Regions from separate parts of the Sus scrofa genome. Here region 1 is linked to region 2. Evidence: chromatin contacts called from public Hi-C data. All regions are on one chromosome and are shown on one strand. The core of a region is the stretch at or near the end of the contact, and the rest is flanking DNA. Distances in the headings are between cores, read along the strand shown.

Evidence for each region. A called contact is a pair of places that touch in the nucleus more often than the background predicts.
Region 1: a contact with region 2 is called in a Hi-C map of embryonic fibroblasts, with 3 times the contacts expected there. The contact joins the promoter of SGO1 here to the promoter of KAT2B in region 2. A contact is called at or near these places in 2 of 5 promoter capture datasets (fetal liver and liver), 9 of 47 Hi-C or Micro-C datasets (alveolar macrophages, embryonic fibroblasts, epiblast stem cells and 6 more) and 2 of 2 datasets of contacts at active chromatin or transcription factors (alveolar macrophages and skeletal muscle).

What each region holds. Positions count from the first base shown.
Region 1 is chr13:7,149,402-7,155,151 of Sscrofa11.1, forward strand. It overlaps SGO1 (shugoshin 1), which reads right to left and starts at 3,801. Exons shown (of 8, transcript XM_003132070.4): 1 at 3,606-3,801; 2 at 977-1,134; 3 at 697-893. The coding sequence starts at 1,118.
Region 2 is chr13:6,981,140-6,986,764 of Sscrofa11.1, forward strand. It overlaps KAT2B (histone acetyltransferase KAT2B), which reads left to right and starts at 4,012. Exons shown (of 19, transcript XM_021071366.1): 1 at 4,012-4,204; 2 at 4,207-4,397. The coding sequence starts at 4,096.

The sequences.
Region 1 (5,750 bases), core at 2,551-5,050, 170 kb after region 2:
AAACTGGCTTGCCATCACTCTTTTAGGGATTAATGTGCAATGAGACCCAGAGAAGATCCTAAGTCAAACTTTCCCCACATCCATCATGTTTTGCTGGCCTTTCTATAGATCCCTGGACACAAACAGAATCAGATTGAAAGGTGGATAGCAAAATATTCAGGATATTTCTTGTTTGGGAGTTACTGTATAGTTGTCCTTATTTAGTCAACTGGTAGGTAGAAATAATTCTCCATAAAGCACTCAAAAACTTCCCATCTCCCCAATTAAGGTAGGTAGTCCTGACAAAACCTCACTGGAAGTAGCAAAACTACAAAGAGGTAAGATTTACAGCACCGACCAAAACTTTTGGACTAGTCTGCTCCCACTACCACTTTCAGCGCTTTGGCTTAGTTGCCCCACCCCTGACTCACACTGCTGACCATTCAAGAGACCAGCAGTGTAAGAGGCTAAACTTTCTTTTTTACCTTGTCTTGCTACCTGCTTTCAGAAGCAAGTGACACAAGCCTCAATCACCCATATACTTGAAGCTTTCCAAACTGGCCATATACAACAATGGGACTGGAGCACTGAGGAAAGATATTTTGATCAAGCCACTAATAGTAGAGTTACGAGTAATTAATTTAAAGAAATAACTGATCTAAACTAAGTCACAGCTTTAATATTTTTTTTTCCTGAACAGCCTTTGTGTGAAAATACCTGAGCAGGTTCTTCTGTCTGCTGTGAAGTAAGTTTTCCTCTCAGTGTGTACAGCTGACAGGTAAGGTAGTAACACTCTCTCCTCAGTTGTAAGATGATATCCTGGGCTTCTCTCACTTTAGATTTTTCATTTTCCAAAGCTAAAACCAACATTCTGTTGTTGTCTTGGTAGTTTCTTAGCAGTGTAGAAGTGTTGGCTAAAAGAGGATAAATTTTCTTTAATCAGTTATTAAATCTAACCTTAAAAGGTGATGGAAAGGACAGCATGAAAATCTCTTACTGATTATTTGGCATGGTGCAGCTATCAAAGACTTTCGTTTGCCAATCTCTGCTAAGTTTTTATTCCTTTTCTCTTTCATTCGTTTCTTTATGTCTTCAAGACTATCTTGAAAGGACTTTTTAAGGCATCTTTCCTTGGCCATCTTCTGCCTGTAAGGACTTTAAAACAATAAAAAATATTTAATTTTTCTAAGAGATGATATCATCAAATATAAAACAAGATTGAAAATACAGGTTGTTCATAAAAAATAGATTGGCGACTCAGTAACTAGAATTAGCTCAAAGAAGATAGTTAACCTAGTAATAATCCATATTTTGCAGCTTTTAAATTGCATTATTACTGGAGTTCCCATCGTGGCTCAGTGGTTAACAAATCCGACTAGGAACCATGAGGTTGTGATCCCTGGCCTCGCTCATTGGGTTAAGGATCTGGCATTCCTATGAGCTGTGGTGTAGGTCGCAGACGTGGCTTGGATCCCGAGTTGCTGTGGCTCTGGTGTAGGCCGGCAGCTACAGCTCCGATTAGACTCCTAACCTGGGAACCTCCATATGCTGTGGGAGCGGCCCTAGAAAAGGCAAAAAGACAAAAAGACTAAATAAATAAATTGCATTATTACTTTTGGCATAATTTTATCCTCTTGGGTACTTTGTAGCAAAGGTTTCATAAATGTGGATTTGCAACCCAAAGACTCTATTACACGCACTTATTTATTATTTGACAAATACTCATTGTGGGATTACAACATACTAGGCACTATGGGAAATGCTTAATATATTTTGACATTCCCTAAAACAGTATTTATTTATTTTATTATTATTCTTTGTCTTTCTGTCTTTTCTAGGGCTGCACCCATGGCATATGGAAGTTCCCAGGCTAGGGGTCTAATCAGAGCTGTAGCCACCAGCCTACACCACAGCCACAGCAACGCCAGATCTGAGCAGCATCTGTGACCTACACCACAGCTCATGGCAACGCCAGATCCTTAACCCACTGAGCAAGGCCAGGAATCGAACCCACAACCTCATGGTTCCTAGTCAGATTCATTAAGCACTGAGCCATGACGGGAACTCCCTAAAACAGTATTTATGACCAACTTTTCAGGTTACTTAGGTGTAAAGCATTAGTTCAGAGGCAATCTTATATATAAGCCTTGCTTTCCAGTTACATAAGCTATGCACACATGCCCAAGAAAGTCAGGTGATCTCCATAGGTACTGGGCTATAACAATCAGGGCCAGAAAAAGCAGAAACTGGGGCACAGGAACATGCCAGTTGTCTCAGTCATTTCTAAAACTCAGGCCTGCTAACTCCGAGTCAATTATGAATACAGAAGATAAGACATGATATAATTATTGTTCTATATAGAGTAGAAAAATGCACTGCCAGTGGACTGTGCTATTGAGTACGTTAAGTATGCTTAAATCTTTCAGTGCTGCAACTCAGACATGCTTCAGTATTCTGCTACTAAGTATGTCAAACTACTTTTCATGAACATCTTTTGCCCTAGATTGTACTTTGCAGATCTTAAAATTGCAAAATATAATTCCTGTTTCTGACAACCATCCATATACAACTTTCACTACAAAGGATAGTTTTATCTCCTCTAAGTTAGTCAAATATTTTCCTGAACCTTATATTTTCTTGAGTATTTCCTCCAGGCCTTCCTTATTTTACTCTGGGGTCTTTAATATAGATATTGTCCATTTCATTTAAATATTTTCTTTCTTCCAATGTAGATATAATATATACTGGATGTTTCCAGTAGAGCAAGCACAATTTTTTTTTTTTAAAGCACTAGTGTTAAGTGGGTTGTATAAAATAGCCTGACACAATGGAGTTTTTGTTTGAACCTGGAGATGTTTGAGAGTATACAGATTAGGTAACTAACCGAGTTAGTCTAGATAAGGTATTTAAAAAGCAAAGCACATCTAAAAAATATTCGTCATTCCATTTGATGAACTTAATATAACAAAAGAAAGTTGTCGCATCAGAGGCCTCATTCCTGTCTAGGCCCATGGTGTTCAAAGGGGGTGTGGTGGGAAGAATGAATGACAACAATCAGGGTAGTCTCCGTCTGTCCAGTATTCGGGTAAGGGGTCTCGAGTCAAAAGAACCTAGAATATGTGATATCCACTAAAATTCTTTCACCATTTCTGCTGCTGGGGCAGCCGCACAGGACACTTCTCCAGGGTAAGAGAAACATCAAAAGAAAGGGACGTCAACGTTATGGCGCTGCACAGGAGAGCTGCCAGTGTGTGCCCTGATGTTGAACTTGGGGCTTTTAGTCACTGAAAACGCTTTATTTACACATCACTTAAATCACACAATTCGGCAAGGCGGGAGGTTTGGGTCTCCATTTAACATTAGAGGAAACTGAGCATCGAAAAGCCCAGGTCGGGTGGCCGAACAGAGAAAGGCAACCGTTCAGGCCTACTTCACAGCCTGAGTTTTTCGCCATTGAACTCAGAACCACAGGGACGTCCCGAGGGAAGGGGGACAGGGGTCACTACCCCCAGCGCCACGCCGGAAAAACCTGCGACCCCTTCTTTTCCGAGAAAGCGGGGCGGGAGGTGGGGGCTGCCGGAAGAGGCCCGGAGACGCGCCTCCCGCGGGGGCGTCCACCACAATACCTTGGCCACGGCTTCTGCCACAGCTGTAGCCTTCCTCCTCACATTCCAAGGCTCCGCGAGGCTGTCTGCCGTGCGCGCCGTGAGTTCCAGGCCCCGCAAGGCTCCCGCACCGTCTCTAGCCGCCCGCTGACTGCTACGATCACATTCGAAATTCTCCGCCGCGCTCACCCATTGGCTGGCTAGCTTGGGTCACGTGACACTCTGGAGCCGGCAGAACCCCGCCCCGCCCGGCGGCCTCGCGCGAAACACTGCTGCTGAGAACCCACATCCGGGCACCCGCCCCCCCTTCCGGGAGGGCGGAGCCAGTTGTCAGGCAGAGTCAACCCGTCGGCTCAGTTCGCCTCCGCCTCCGAGTTGTTGGCTTTTTGGGGTGGAGCCTCTCCGACACCTTTAAGGACGGGTGTTTTAGGGCGTTCAAAGCTTCCTGTTTCTTTAGTCGTACTGCAGCCGGTCTTCGAGGTGGTGTGCAAGGGCTCCCTCTTGTGAGAAAAATGTTCCTAGTTGTCAGCCTGCAGCCCGGAGGCAGCTAAAGGGATATTCAAACCAAAATAGGGACCCGTTTTTGGATTAAAGGAATTTTATTAGCGAAGTTGCAGATATTTGAAATATTCAGCTCCAGCTGCTTTCTCTTTGCCCAACTACCTTTGTTTCTTTAACCCTCAGGAAGTGGCACCACCCGTCCAGTTACCTGCCCAGAAGCCCGGGGAATTTTCCTTATTGATTATTCTCCCTTAGCTTTTCCACGTCCAGTTACCCAGTCCTGTCAATTCTACTTTCTAAGTATTTTCAGGTCCACACCCCACTATTTTCCATGCTCTAGACAACTACCTAATCCTTTTCTATTAACTGTACCAGTGCCTGTTCTGATGGCAGGCTCGGTTAGCTTGTGTTGTCAGAGTGATTTCCCTAAAGTGCTGGCTCTGACTTTAAAACAAAATTTAAGCTGTAAAAATTCTTCATGTTTCTGTGACCTTATCGCTAACATGCTAATATTAGTGTTTGGGTTGTAGCCAATGAGCTCCAAACAAGTATAATGATTCTACTAATCAAAAAAAGTAGAAGTTTCTGGTAACCAGTCGCAACAACAGCGAAAATGGACTCCCTCATTCAGGCTTTATGAACTGAGCTGTAACTGCTGAGCGAAGAGTTTCTAATCACTTCTAGTTAGAGGTCTCCTGATTCGCAGTTTGTTTCTTAGTAAAACATTCACATCAAGTGACTTTCTCTGAATTTTCTTTTGAAAATGCTCTGTGGGTCTCCTGGAATTCTGTGGGCAGGTTCCATATCAGTCGGTACCTCTCTAATTGGAGATATAGGGGTGCTGAAAGCCCTGAGAGGCTTTTCCGGTTTCTTTTGAACCAGAACTTGCTTTGGACATAGCATGGCAATGGTGTTCTATGAAATATGAATACCTGAGGAATGCTACTGTTTTCTATTTTCTAACCACTTTAAAAATGATGACATAGGAAAATGAACGATAGGACAGCTCATAATTTCTTTTCAGTCCATCTCTACTCATTCCTAAACTGAAGGTAAGAAAGTGTTGGTAGAATATGCACATATAAAGAAATGAAATATAAACAGTTTTTGTGCAGCATTTCTTCTGTTAGGTAAGAACGAACTATATATACATGTAAGAGCTATGAAATATGAATTATGTGATTTTGGTGATTCTGCACAAGCAAGTTAAATGCTCATATATTTGCATTTAAACTGGCATTGTGCAATGTAAAGATGAATGGTAAAATGTGCATGTTTGAAATTTTAAATTTTCTTTTGCTTAGAACAACATTGAATGATGTCACAATGACAAATTACGATAGATACTGTGGAGGAAAAGCAAAATCTTTGTATTTAAGTGCCTTTAATTATACTAGTTGGTCTCATTTTCCAATACACTCTAGCTCCAATTTTTAAAAAAGTTTTATTGAAGTATAGTTGGTTTACAATGTTGTGATAATTTCTGCTGTACAACAAAGTGATTCAGTTATACATTTACACACATTCACTTTTTAAAGTGAAATTAATAGTAAGTGCACAAAAATGGAAACTCTGATACAGGTTTTCATTTTTTTAACTTTCTGATTCATACATGCCCAATACTATACATTTTAAAATATTTCGTTTTTTCCATTATAGTGGAAA
Region 2 (5,625 bases), core at 2,762-5,261:
GGCATATAGAGGTTACCAGGCTAGGGGTTGAATAGGAGCTGTAGCTGCTGGCCTATGCCACAGCCACAGCAATGCCAGATCTGAGACTTGTCTACAAACTCTACCGCAGCTCATGGCAATGCTGGATCCTTAACCCACTGAACGAGGTCAGGGATTGAACCTTCATCCTCATAGATAATAGTCAGATTCATTTCTGCTGAGCTACTACAGGAACTCCCATATTGAGAACTTTTTTTGAATGAGAAATTGAGAATATAAAAATGAATAAAAGAAGTTTTACTCTCAGGCGTTCTCCTCTGATACAGCAGGCTGAGGATCTGGTGTTGACACTGCAGTGGCCTGGGTCACTGCTGTGGCATGGGTTTGATACTTGGTCTGGGAACTTCACGCTGAGGGCAAAAACAAAATTGGCACAACATTGTAAATCAACTGCACCTTAATAAAAAATAAAAATAAAACAGGCTCTCGGGGAGCCTGGTGAAAGGCAACTACATTTAGGAGTTGACTGTGTATCGTTCTAAATCTTTCTCTTGCTTTTGCATTTTAATTAATTAATTAATTAATTAAGGCTGCACCTGAGGCATAAGGAAGTTACCAGCCATGGATGGAACCTGAGCCCCTGCAGTGACAATGCCTAATCTTTAAACTGCTGCATCAAAGGAACTTCTGCTTTTTTTTTTTTTTGCTTTATAGGGCTGCACTGGAGGCATATGGAAGTTCCCAGGCTAGGGGTCAAAACAGTTATAGCAACAGCAACGCCAGATCCGAGTCACGTCTGAGACCTACACCACAGCTCATGACAACACCTGATCCTTAGCCCATTGAATGACGCCAGGGATCGAACCCTTGTCCTCATGGATACCAATCAGGTTCATTACCACTGAGCCACGATGGAAACTCCTGCTTTTGCATTTTTGTAAGCACTGATTGAAAGTTCTCTCTTTATCTGTTGATGTGAGTTTGCTCTTAACATAGATGGGATTATACTGTACAGAGATCATTCAGCAGTATCTCCTGGAGATTTCCTGGAGATCATTCATCAGTATTTCCTATGCTATTACATTTGTATAAAGGTCATTCTTTGTGTCAGCTGTGTAACATCCTACAGTATTAATAAGCCAGAAATAACCTCCAGGGATCAACCTGCTCCCTCAATTCCTACTCTTCAAGACTTTCATATTTTTTTATTGTAGGATTTTCTCTCTTTTCTTTCTTTCTTTTTTATTTTTTTAGGCAAGAAATAGATTTATTAGAACAGGATGCTTGTGAGAGTTTCAAGCTGGCAGGCAGGGAAGCTCTACCTCAATTGTGATTTTCCTACCTAAGCAAGTTGTGTCAACCTAAATAAAGAGGTAAACTGAGGCAACACTGAACAACCAGAAATTGAGATTATTTGGGAATAGCATGGGAATTGGAATTCCAGGAAATGCAAACCACAGCAAGCCACAGGCAAGTGTGCTAAGGGTGTGGGTGGGCTGAATTTTTGGGTAGGGAGATTCAAGACAGGGAGTCTGGCTGGAGGCCAATCGGTATGATCATTGGCTTGAGGATGGGGAGAGACTCTTGGTGGTTGTTCATTGCTCAGGAGGTAAGTCTGGGTCTTCTGTGAAGCATTAGCACAAATCCATCTCAGTTCTTAAGTTCTAAGTTCTGCTCTTCTCAGGGCACAAGCATGAGATTCTCCATTTTAGATTGACATCCTTCACAATTGCGAACACTTTGTAAATGAAAACATTGCTTTTCACTTTCTTGATGCTCACTTCCTAAAAGGACTCTGTGCATAGGAGCTTACTAAACGCTCACACTCACAGCAGCCTGATTACATAGAAGCAACAAGCCTCCTGAATCCTTTGCCCTTGAAATGTCCTGGCCTGGTGCTCATAATCCACTTTGAATAGGCCTTGGAACTGTGGGCCTTCAGCCTAAGGCAGTATGTCATCTGGATGCTCCAAGCAGGGAAATAATGAAAAATAATGTTCAGTGGATGTCACATGCCATTCACCATTCAGACAGTGATGGTTTTCAGGGTGGAATGAAATAAGGTTGTTTTATTCTGCTTCAAAACATCCTGGAAATAGCCTGCCTCTTGAATTCTGGGGACAGTTTAGGATGAGGTGATGGGTGATTTTATGATGAAAATTTCAGACATACAGAAAAAAGTTTAAAAGGACAGCACAATGAACATCCCTGTACCTATATTCAACTCAACATTTTGCTCTGCTTGCTTTATCACATATCTGTCTGTTCATCTGCCTATCTGCCCTTTCACAGATGCATCAATTCATCTTTTTTTTTTTTTTAATGCTTCTTAAAGCACACTGCACATATCAGGGCACTGCACCCCTAAACTTTAAGCATGAGCACAATCAACTAGACTTTAATATTTGTAATTTTTTTTGAAGTTCTTGTGTGGCTCAGTGGGTTAAGGATCCGGTGTTGCCTGTGAACAGTGGTGTAGGTCTCAGACACATCTTGGATCCCGAGTGGCTGTGGCTGTGGCTGTGGCTATGGCTGTGGTGCAGGTTGACAGCTACAGCTCTGATTCAAGCCCTAGCCTAGGAACCTCCATATGCTGTGGGTTCAGCCCTAAAAAGACAAAAAGACCAAAAAAAAAAAAAAAAAAAAAAAAAAACCAAAACAAACACGAAAACCCACACACATTATGACCCATATTACATAAAAATTATGACTCATATTACAAAAGCAGGGCATTTGTGACAGGTCCTGAGATATAGCCCTGTGTTTTCAAAAACTGCTCTAGAGAGGCAGACCAAAGGTGCACAGCTTTCAAATGAAAAACTGAAACGTGTTCTCTGAATTACTAAACACCACCCTCATTGTCATCAACAATGAAAACGGTAGCTTTCAACAGTTTCAACAAAGTTGAAAATGCTGAGTTGAGTTTTTCAGTTTTTTGTTTTGTTTTTGTTTTTAAGTTTGAAGCCAAAACCAACACATTCTTTTGGACGCTGCTGAAGTTTTTTTTCATGGTTAATATGCATGCTGGTGATATCAATTCTGAAAACTATGCAACATTATAGAAAAAAAAGTAACAAGGTTATAGTCCCACCCTGCGGAGATGAGTCCTGTTAACGAACTTTTCCCACTGCGAGTAGCTTTCATTCTAATAGTGCTTTTTGGACTAGCATTCTTTTTAACAACCAGCACTTTCAAACAAAAATTACAGAAAATATCGATTAACAGTCTTTTCCTTTCTCTGGCTGGTGGGATCTAGAAATTGCTTATAGGAAGAAACTGTTCTTAAAGGAAAGAAGTTGGGCAGAAAAGTATCTAAAAAGAGAAATGGAAAACATCACGCTTTTATTTTGGTTGAATTACCAACAAAGAAAAGGATTAGCACGGACGGGTACTTTTCAAAAATATTTTTTTTTTCCCTCTGGCTCCCGCTAGGGTGGAGGAAGTTGTCTTCGTTCTGCGAAAGGGTGGAATAGTGGGGAGGGACAGATGATGGGAGTCTCTCCCCCCCCTGCCGCCCCCGGCGACCCCATCCTAGGCGGGGTCGGCTGGGTAAGGGGGACTGCTGAGATGGAGGCGGCCAGCAGGTGCCTGGGCGCCGGCCCCTACCCTCCTTCTCGTCCCCCCCACCTCCGGCTTGGCCTCGCCCCCTGGCGGGCGAGCGCCTGGTGCCAGGCGCCGGGTGGGGGGTGCACGCCCCGCAGGCAGCGGGAAGCTACCGGGGTGGGGGGAGTGCCTGGCCCGACCTTCCTCCGGAGCCAGCACCCGCCGCAGGCACCCCGGGAACATGTCCGCGGCCCGCGCGCGGAGCGGGGCCCCGGGGAGAAGAGCCAGGGGAGGGCGGGCGCAGTGGCGGCGGCGGCGGCCGTGGAGCCGCTAGTCCCCTCCCTCCGGGGGGAGCAGCTGCCGCCGCCACCACCACCGTCAGCGCGCGGGCCGCGGCCGGAGCGAGCCGGGCGGGCGGTGCGCGGGGAGGGCGGGGGCGGGGAGGGGGGTGGGCGCAGGGGCGGGAGGGCGCGGGGGGAGGGTCTCGCGCTCCCGGCGACCAGAGCCCGAGAGAGAGACCCTGGCGGCGGCGGCGCCTGACACTCGGCGCCTCCTGCCGTGCTCCGGGGCGGCATGTCCGAGGCTGGCGGGGCCGGGCCGGGCGGCGGCGGGGCGGGGGCCGGGGCGGGGGCTGGGCTCGGGGCGCTACCCCCGCCGCCCCCCGCGCCGCCGCCTGCGCCCCCGCAGGCTCCCCTTGCGCCGCCGCCGCCGGGGGCTCGGGTGCCTGCGGACCGGCGACGGCGGTGGCGGCGGCGGGCACAGCCGAGGGACCGGGAGGCGGCGGCTCGGCCCGGATCGCGGTGAAGAAGGCGCAACTGCGCTCCGCTCCGCGGGCCAAGAAACTGGAGAAACTCGGAGTGTACTCCGCCTGCAAGGTACGCGCTCCGCTCGGGGCCCGCCCGAGGAGCAGCGGCCAGGCCCGCAGGACCCCACCCCCTCCCCTTCCCGCCCCCACCTCCCGCCTCCCGCCTGGGGCCGCTGCACCGCGGAAGTGCTGCTGTGCCCGCGCCCAATTAGCAGCTTCTCGGACCAGAGTCCTGTCGGGAGGGAGAATTGATCTCCGCGACGGAGAGCCTTTCCTTCCTTCCCTTTGGAAAGAGTTGCCGCTGCGTTCGCGCTCCTGGGCTGCCCTGGGGCTTTGTTGCTCTGTAGGAGCTCGCCGGAGGCGCCTTCCTGGGAGTGGAGCTGGGCTCACTGTGCGGCGAGCGCCCTAGGGCCAAAAAAACATCTTTGGGGATCTGAGCGTCCCCTCTCCGCCCTCCTTTCCCTGTGCTCCGTGGGGCGGAGCTGGGTGGAAGGAGTGTGGCTGGAGTGGGATCCCTGACTCCCAGCGCTTTGGGAGCTCTAAGGGGCGGAACGCGCAGGGTGGGAAGTTGGGTGCAGCCCGAGGCAGGGTCTTAGAGCTGCGGGCGCCCTCCGCGGACGGCAGAGGCGTTAAGGTGCGCGGTGACAGCCCCGTCATTATTGTATTATTACTTGTTTAGTTGAATCGCCAGCCTCTCGGGGTGTAAACAGGATTTGGCAAGGTGACAGCCCAGCGCGGCGGGCGCTACTGCTCAGTTTGAGAACGCGCGTTTCTCGCCATCCCGTTTCCATGCCAGCTCTGGGCACCCAGTCACCCCTGAGCTGCGGATCCAGATGTGGGCGCCGAGCTTCTGGAGTGGCGACATTGGCCGAGGCCGCGGGGCAGGCTGGCCCTGCGCTGTCAGCAGCGGCTTTGTTTTGACAGGGTGACAGCTGAGGGGGGCGGGGACTTGGCCTTGTCAGCTCCTGCGGCCTGTGGCCGAGGCGGGGAAGAGACACACACACACACACACACACACACACACCTCCCCTGTATTCCTCCCGCCTGCTGCAAAACGGGGTCCAGTTCCCAGATTCCAGATCTCCACAGCCTAGCTGCAGCAGGTCACGTCTGAATTTTGGTGAAAGATTATTAACCCTGTTAGAACCCCTCTCCCTGGTGTTGCTGCTTTTAGAGCTTCTCCACTGCAATGGAATGCCTGTACTTTCCCTTTTCCACGCCATTCACATCCTCCTGTACTTTGAACACCTGCTGTAGACCCTGCCCGGGCATAATAAATCTTGGTTGAATGAATGTAG